Linked DNA regions of Hordeum vulgare: region 1 is linked to region 2. The links are chromatin contacts, called in public Hi-C maps. All regions are on one chromosome and are shown on one strand. The core of a region is the stretch at or near the end of the contact, and the rest is flanking DNA. Distances in the headings are between cores, read along the strand shown.

Region 1 (4,683 bases), core at 1,734-4,233, 790 kb after region 2:
AAATGAAAGGAATGAATTTCACCAGAAAATTCCGAGCAGCAGAAATCGAAGTGGCCCTTTGTTTTTCCGTCAAATGAAGGACGCACGCCCACATCTATCTGGTAAGATGACCATGCCCTACTCTAGTAAGATGATCATGAGCTCTACAGCAGATCTTTCTTTGACTAGATTCACATAAAATGCGAGTCTCGTATGCATGATTTGGCAACCAAGGTTTCACGCTATTTTAATATTTTCGAAATTATTTGAGGTGACCATACTTCCTTGCATTTAACTTCACATGCCATGTTTGAACAGTTGCACCTGACGAGGCATCGGAAGGAAATGTTGTCCAGCGAAGGGGGCGTTTTCAGGTTACATCAGATAGTCCTGGTCAAAAGGTACCGAGTTATTTAGCGGAGAGGTTACTCGGAACTAGCACTGTTAATAGTTAATTGTATTTGATATTTGTCTTAATCATGAGTCAAAATGAACCTATGAAATGTCTTAGTAGAATTTACTTAGTAGTATATTAGTTAAAATGCAAACGCTCATGAATCATGATACAAGGACAAACATGTTCAAGTGTATTATGTACTCCCTCTGTTCCTAAATATAAGTCTTTTAAGAGATTCCACTATGAACTACATACGGATGTATATAGACATACTTTAGAGTGTGGATTCACTCATTTTGCTCCGTATCTAGTCGTTCGTAGTGGAATCTCTTAAAAGACTTGTACTCCCTCCGTCCAGAATTACTTGTCGCTAAAATGAAAAGAAATGGATGTATCTAGAACTAAAATACGTCTAGATACATCCATTTCTATGACAAGTAATTCCGTACGGAGGGAGTCTTTAGGAATGGAGTGATTCACCCCGCATATTAGATTTTTCTAAAGTCAAACTCTATAAACTTTCAACAGGTTCGTTGAGAAGTATATTAACATATGCGCCACCAAATCAATACCATTGGATTCATCATTGAATATATTTTCACATCATATATATTTGTTATTATTGTAAATGTTCATATTGTTTTCTACAAACTTGGTCAAACTTTATAAAGTTTGACTTCAGTCAAATTTAATATGGTAGTAAATAAAAACGGAGGGAGTACAATGTTTATGCCTCTACTAGTAGAAATCTGGGCCCTCATGTTTATCATGGAGAAGAACTTGTTTGGTCAGTTGATTTATGGTACCTCCAGATGGCAACAATGCATTGGTGGATGAAATTGTGTTGGCTTAATTTTGCACAGAATTAGGATCCTGAAGACTTAATTCTGAAGTAACCTAGAACATTTAATGCATGTCTCATGTTATTCTCATCGTTCCTTCAAATATAGTTCAACCATGGTCTCAGCTCTCCCCTAAAGGTTTGCTAGGCAGGGGTTGCTACAAAGGGAAAATTATGGTTTGGATTTCCAGAAAATACACCAGTCATTTGTTTCGTACAACTGTGCCCCTATTAATATTACCTTTTGAGCTTTTGATTGGGGCACAAATAATTTTTACTCTACTTGCCTACTCTTAGGCAGCTTCATCAGCTAGCAGCAACAGCAGGGCAAATTTACCAAGTGGAGTAACACGGCCAGCTTCCAACTCATCCACAATTCTCCCGACACTACAATTCTTGATGCAGCAAAATAGTATGCAGAAGGTATGTTTTTGCATCTATTGTTTCAAAACACAAAAAATGGTTAGCATATTTACAATCTGTTGAATTTACAGGAAGTGCTAAGTAGATTGATTTCTTCAATTGAGGAAACATCTGGTACGTGTATCATGAGAATTGTTTATGTTAAACTTCATTGACATAATTTGACCTGCATACTGATATTATTGGTTTCACAATGGAAATGTTTCCTGACAGATGCTTCCGATGCAAGTACAGTTGGTTCATCTCAGGTGTGTCCGATGGAGTGTCTTCCATATGTTTTTTGACATTTTACCTCAAGACATGTGAACTTTGAAGGTCAATTACTGTTTTGTGATTGTTTTAACAAAGTGCTTATATATGTTCAGTCATCTGGATCGCTTGCTAGAGAAAAGGGATTGGAGTCATATGTCGTCCAACTACAGCGAAGGTATACTACCGTTCTCTGAGTGGTCCTCCGTATTCAAGGACACTTGACTGAATTTGTGAAAATTTGCAGTGTCACAGAACTCGCTGAGGAAGTGCAGAGATTAAAGCTGAGAAATAATCAGGTAAATTGTCTTGACATTTGTTTGAGGGTTTGCATAGTTTAAACAAAGACAATCTTCCGCGGATGTTTGAAAATGAGTTGTTTAATTCTTTTTGCGAGTCTTGATTTCGTTCGTTTGCATGACAGCTTGAGCATCAGATCAATGGGTTGTCGAAAAAAGACGAAAGGTTGCGAAGAGAGCATAGTACGAAGCAATGATAATGATATATTTATTCCCTGTAGTCCCCGTTGTATAATTCAGCTCCCCAATTTTGAACCTGGTTAGCGAAATTAATTGTATTACGTTTCGGAATCAGGTAGGTGTATCAATTGTAATTGTAAGTATATTAGCGAGTTCATTCACATTATAGTATACATTTTTGATTTGTACAGCATGCTTTGTGTTATCGGTGAGGATTAGTTTCCCTCACTTGACTACTACTAGTGTCTCGATAGCAACCCTTTGTGAACTTGTTTATCCCCTTTCCATTCTTTTTAGCGTGGGAATGGTTGAACGTTTCTTTTTCTTGGTGTTGCAACAGTATGTTAAGAGCATCACCAATAGCAGGTAGCAGCCCTAAAATAGGGCACCATTTTTTTATAGGATTTAGGGGCAAAAAAACAGCCTCCAACAGCTGCCCTATAATGAAATTTTTGGCAATTTTTTTGGGCAGCCCAAAAGAAGCATTAAGTTCTGCAAATATACATCACTTAGGCGGCTGCGGCAAAACGGATTTGACTCGTGTGTGACCCACGAATAGTCTAGATTCATTCATGTCCTGATCAGACCTCCCATCGGCAAGTGGCTGTGCTTGATATGTAGAGTTGATATCACTCCATTTTTTGCGATGGTAGTGTCAGATGAGCGGTACGACATGGAGGGGGAGGAAGATGTCGCGTTGATCTTGACAATGCGTAAGATACTGAGGCTGAAGCATGGCAGTTCCGTTTCCGGCCATGTGTTTTTTATGGAGAGAACAGGAAGAGGCACATGACCGATTGATGTGCAACTATTTTCGGCCGAATCTTTGTTACCTAAAGAGGTACATTTGATGCCGGTTTAGGATGTGTATGGACTTGTTTCTTCACATTTGCAATCCTGTGAAGCAACATGGTCGATCCTTCCAGCAACGGAGGAATTGCATCGGAATGCTTGGACAAACCATTGAGCAAAGGAGGAATTGCTGGAAGGAATTGCATCGGAATGCTTGGACAAACCATTGAGCAAAGGAGGAATTGCACCGGAATGCTTGGACATAGCATTGAGCAAAAGGTTGCTACGGTGTTTCGGCAGATTTCATTGATGACAATTCGGTCATGGGAGAAAGCACTTCAATCTTCTATGTCAAACAATTTGCAAAGGCGACAGTCGAAGTGTTTGGTCTAGACTCTAGAGTACTCCCTTCGGTCCTTCTTACTCTGCATATAAAATTTTTCTGAAGACAAACTTCATAAATTTTGACTATATATGAAAAAATAAAAACATCTACAATACTAAAGTTATGCAATATGAAAGTTAAATTCATGATGCATCTAATGGTATTGATTTCGTATTTGTGAGTGTTCATATTTTTTTCTATAAGATTGGTCAAACTTTATGAAGTTTGACTTCATACAAATCTTATATGCGGAGTAAAAAGGACCAAAGGGATTATTTGAGAGCACCCAATGCTCAACGCATGACGAGGCTTTTATAGATAAACAAACCCCGTGGGTTTCCAGGCATGCTTGGCTCCATCGGTTGCATGTCTTGAAAGTGAAGAACTGCCCTACATTCTGGCATGGACAGTTCAAAGGACACAAGAAGGATGCCACCATCATTCTTGAGGTTGTGGCCAATTAGTAGACATGGATATGGCACACATATTTTGGGATATTTGGATATCACAATGATTTTAATGGGCTCCATCGTTCGCCTCTGTTTGCAGAGTTAGCAAATGGAGACCGCCGGTGACCTTCCAAGCAAATGGCCACACCCACAACTTTTGGTACTACCCTGCGGATGAGATATTCCATGGTGGGCTACTTTCCTGAAGCCAATTGAAAAACCATAGGTAAGAAAGAACTTTATTTTTACAATGCTCAAGTGGTGTCTAGGAAAGATATGAAAAGGGCATTTGAGATTTTGCAGTCTCAATTTGCTATTATGCGATGACCAATAAAGTTTTGGGATCAAAAGATCCTTTGGTATATCATCACAGCCTGCACAATCACGCACGCCATGATAGTTGAGAACAAAACGTGGGCAAGATTTGAATGACACCATATATGATCCCACGGGAATACGGGTGCGACCGGCTAGAAGGCAAGATCGAGTCAACCACTTTCTTGAGGTGTAACATGACATTAGAAATGCGGATTCACAAGATCATTGTCAAAAATATCTCATAAAGGAGTGATGTGCATGTCATGGGCAACAACAACCCTACTTTTATCTCTATGCTTGTTGTATTTGTGTGATGAACTTACATTTGATATTATTTGCATGCATGTAGATGAAAAGTGCATATACGGCTG
Region 2 (4,426 bases), core at 959-3,458:
AGCAATTAATATTTGCATGCCTCTATAATTATGGGGTGATTAATATTCATAAGAAAACATGTGACTAATAGATGACATCTAGATACAATGAAGAAAAGCATCATAGGCATGAAAATATCATCTCTCTTTAGATAAAAGAAGGCACACTCTTTCTTTCATTTTTCTCTCTTCCAACTCAGCATGCTGACATCATCCCATTGTGCGTGGCCTAAGACAACAGGTGTGATGTTGCATCAAGTTACAAGTACAGGCTGTAAATTGCTAAATGCATGCATGCAGTGATTTATGAGTTCAGGATATTGTCAAAATGAAATTTTGGGTGGGCATCCAGATTTCTTATAAGTGAATGCCCATTGTTGCTTACATATGCTGTTATAACATGTGCACTATAGATGGTGTATTTGTCTCTCCATGCTGTGATCTTATAGCTCTTACTCTCTTCATTTTTTTCCAGGTTCCGCAGCAGGAAAATGAATTTGACTGTGGCCTCTTTGTTCTGTACTATATGCAACGGTTCATTGAGGAGGCACCTGAAAGGCTTCGCAAGAAAAACCTTTCTATGGTGAGCCACTATCTGTTAGTGTGTTGACCACTTTACGTTATGTGTTTTTGACTGTAGAATACTGAACTGCACGCAGATGTTTCTTGCTCATTTCTTCTCTATTTTTTTTTCTGTTAGTTTGGCAAAACATGGTTTCAACCTGAAGAGGCTTCTGCATTACGAAAGAAAATGAAGACCCTGCTTCATCAGTTGTTTGAGGAAGCGAATCCCAGTAACAACAGTACATCGGAGCAGACAGCGTGTCAGTTGCTTTTGGAAGCTAAATCTGCAAACAATGTAATGGAGCCGGCAACGTCAGAACACCCTTTGGAAGTCGGTTCAGGTTCAGCTGAGGTGGCACCAACGTCTGAACGCCCTTTGGAAGTCGGTTCTGCTGAGATGACACCAACGTCTGAACACCCTTTGGAAGTCAGTTCTGCTGAGATGTCACCAACGCAAGAACATCCTTTGGTGGGCAGTTCGGCTGAGATGACACCAGTGCAAGAACATCCTTCGGTGGGCAGTTCGTCTGAGATGACACCAGTGCAAGAACATCCTTTGGTGGGCAGTTCGGCTGAGATGGAACCAGTGCAAGAACATCCTTTGGTGGGCTGTTCTGGTGAGATGGCACCAGCGCAAGAACATCCTTTGGTGGGCAGTTCGGCTGAGATGGAAACAACGCAGGAACATCCTTTGGCGGGCAGTTTGGCTGAGATGGAACCAACACAAGAACATCATATGGTCGGCAGTTCGGCCGCGCAGAAACCTTTGGAAGGCACTTCGAACCGACCAACAAGTTTTGAGCACCCTTTGGAATGCAGCTGATTGATGTTACCACCTTTGGAGCGACTTACGTTGCCCGTAGAAACCGGCTCGGAATTGTGTATTATAACCGGGAAGGTGTTGTAGCCTGCATCTGTAGGCAACTTTGAGGAAGGGGTGGTGTTGCATAGCTGAACGTTACAGTTAATGTATCCACGGGAGCTTCCGTGTATATAAAATATCAGTAGGAAAACTGGTGGGTGTATGACGATATGAGTCGCTCAGGGTCGGCTTAATTTGTTGTTTAGTTTTTTTAGCCAGGCTGGGAGAGCACAATCTAAGGCTCTGATTAGACCATGTTTTTCAAGCCAGTTGGCGAGTTGCCATGTTCCGTGTTCTTTAGTTCTGCAAACACTTATGGATTTTACGTGTTGTGCCAAAGGGCGCAAGCAGGTGTGGAGATGAGCAGGTTTGTAGATTATAAGTACCAGATCTCGCCCTGAAGCGTTAAGAGTTGATCTACACGGTTGTTTAGTTACACAACAACACATTCGCCTACTTGCGACTTAGGCCTCCTCGTCCTTCCTCAACCAGTTCGATCGGACATGACCAGGAACGCGCCGGCAATTTGCGGCTGCCCAGCCATCCGTGTGCCGACTGATACGGCGAGATAAGTCGAGGTTAACTGGATTTGGGGATTTTAATCAGTGGACACACGCACACAAATTTGTGGTTTGTAATCTGCAGGGATATAGAAAAGCGAGGACGTTTTGAGCAGCTTCATTCATGAAAAACGAGCGTGCCTTCAACGTCGCAGCAAAGAAGGGGACTCCAGCCTGAAGACCATGGCGTTTCAGTCTGCCGGAGCCCACAACCAAGCATAGGGGTAGGAGGAGATCGGATCCCCCTGCCGGAGCCCACAACATAGGGGGAACCACTTCCTCGGGACGTCGTTAAGGAGCACAGTAGAGTGAGAGGACCGGAGATTTTTATCCATCCAGTCACACCACAGCGTGGGAAACCACCGCGCGAGCATGATCGTCCACATACTCGCCGAGTTGATGCAGTCAAAGGCTTTGTCGAAGTTACACTTGAAGACAAGCGTGGGGGCAGCCCGCTTAAAACATCACTACACCATTTTCGAGGCGTGGACGAAATTTTCACCAATGCTGTGCGCGGGGATAAACCTGGACTGGTCCTCGTCGATGGTCTCACAGATCTGCAGCTGCAGCCGCGAGGTGAGCCTGCGCCAGAGAGTCTTGATATCCGTGTTTTGGAGAGAGACAGGTGGAAGGAGGTGGATGTCGCCTAGAGGGGGGGGGGGGGGGTGAATAGGCGCTTTAAAATAATTACGGTTTAGACTTGAACAAAAGCGGAATAAAACTAACATTTAATTTGTCAAGCACAAAACCTAAAACAACCAGGTTCACCTATGTGCACCAACAACTTATGCTAAGCAAGATAAACAATTAGGTTATAGGAAGATATACAACAAGAAATAATATGGCTATCACAAAGTAAAGTGCATAACTAAAGAGCTCGGTGAGAGATGTTAGAGTTATAATATAAGTCATGTACCCTTTTGTATTTAACCAAATATATAAGGGGTTTCCTGCATATAGTCCACCATCCGTACATGTATATATACCGGTTTATGGCCTCATGGGAATACAAGTTGCTTTCCTAACACACGTGAGAGGGGGTGTTACAGTATATGTGGATTGCACCAGTCCATTCCATCGGTTCGGACTTTTGGTTGCGTTGGCTAGTGCATGAAGCTTAACATGGTATTAGAGCCTAGGTTTTCTTAGCACGCGCAACTCGTGCTCCTCCCGATCTAATTCCCAGCCGCCGTCGCTCCTGTCTCCGTCGAAGACTCGTGGCTGTCTCTTCTCCGAATCCCGCTCCAACTGCGTCTCGTCATGGTGACAGAAGGACCCCCTCTTCTACCGCTGGAGGGAGCCCCGTCCCAGCCTCGATCTCGTCCAGAACCGACTCTGCTCTCGCGGCGGTTCCAGGTCTTCAGGCACCAATCCGCTCCCTGGATCTCGCCCAACCTCGATCCGACTCTGCTCTCGCGGTGGTTCCAGGTCTTCAGGCGCCAATCTCGCTCCTCCCCGGCGCCATGCAACGCGCCGCCAGGATCCGCGCCGCGCCGTGCCGTGATGTCCGAGGGACGCGCCACCAGTCCGCCCCGACCTACCGCCTGGATCGGATCTCTCGGCCACCACGGGACCAGCCGCCCCGACCTACCGCCTGGATCGGATCTCTCGGTTCCCACTGCCCCGGCCGACGCGGTTTTTGCCCTCGAGAACGATTCCAGATCGGCTCGATCCCGTTGACTGATTTCCTTTCCTAAAAAAATAAAAAAAAATGTCCACTGCATCTGGCTATGTTGCTGTCCCTCGCTGTTCGGTGATCTTTGATGGTACTAACTACGCCGAGTTCACTGGCTTCATGCGCATTCACATGCGTGGCATCCGTTTCTAGGGAGTTCTCTTTGGCGAGGTCTGTTGTCCGCCACGTACGGTTCCTCCTGTGGCTCCCACTCCTCCGACTCCACCGGTTCTTCCCGCGGATGCTCCTCAGGCTGCGAAGGACGCGGCTAAGGTTGCTAATGAGGCTGCTATTCGTGCTTATGATGAGAATGTTTTGACTTATGAGGTGGCTCTTCAGGTGTATCATGGTGCTTTGTCTGTTTACACCGAGTGGCTTGATGATGATGACCGTTCTGCAGCTGTTCTCACTGCCAGTGTTTTGCCTCAGTTTGCCTCTGAGTTTCTGGGCCTTCCTACTGTCTTTGAGATGTGGACTCGCCTTCGTCAGCACTATGAGCCCTCTGGTGATGCCTTATACCTCTCCGTGGTTCGTCAGGAGCATGCTCTTCAACATGGTGACTCTACTGTTAATGACTTCTATGCACAGAGTTCTGCTATCTGGCGCCAACTTGATTCTCTCCACAGTGCTGGTTGTCGTAGTTGCCCCTGTTGCCAGGCTGTCCAGGCCGATTTGGAGTTTCATCGCGTCTACGAGTTCCTGTCTAGGCTCCGTAAGGAGTTTGAGCCTCGGCGTGCTCAGTTGTTTGCTCGTGGTCGTATTCTCGCATGGAGGCGCTTTCTGAGA

Evidence for each region. A called contact is a pair of places that touch in the nucleus more often than the background predicts.
Region 1: a contact with region 2 is called in a Hi-C map of leaf, with 3 times the contacts expected there. The contact joins two enhancer-like sites. A contact is called at or near these places in 3 of 6 Hi-C or Micro-C datasets (leaf and seedling).

Annotation. Positions count from the first base shown.
Region 1 is chr7H:153,763,923-153,768,605 of MorexV3_pseudomolecules_assembly, forward strand. LOC123407201 (serine/threonine-protein kinase BLUS1) reads left to right here. Exons shown (of 21, transcript XM_045100281.1): 14 at 10-101; 15 at 298-380; 16 at 1,515-1,640; 17 at 1,712-1,754; 18 at 1,854-1,888; 19 at 2,006-2,067; 20 at 2,137-2,188; 21 at 2,314-2,604. The coding sequence ends at 2,385. Among protein-coding and RNA genes, the nearest start is that of LOC123411531, 6.0 kb to the right of the region's middle. Within about 2 kb of position 2,984, at least 1 of the 3 cell types and tissues checked has open chromatin away from gene starts, as enhancers often do. A contact at or near this core is called in leaf, where this site is marked.
Region 2 is chr7H:152,977,808-152,982,233 of MorexV3_pseudomolecules_assembly, forward strand. It overlaps LOC123412491 (ubiquitin-like-specific protease 1D), which reads left to right. Exons shown (of 14, transcript XM_045105437.1): 13 at 455-562; 14 at 680-1,660. The coding sequence ends at 1,366. Among protein-coding and RNA genes, the nearest start is that of LOC123412492, 20 kb to the left of the region's middle. Within about 2 kb of position 2,209, at least 2 of the 3 cell types and tissues checked have open chromatin away from gene starts, as enhancers often do. A contact at or near this core is called in leaf, where this site is marked.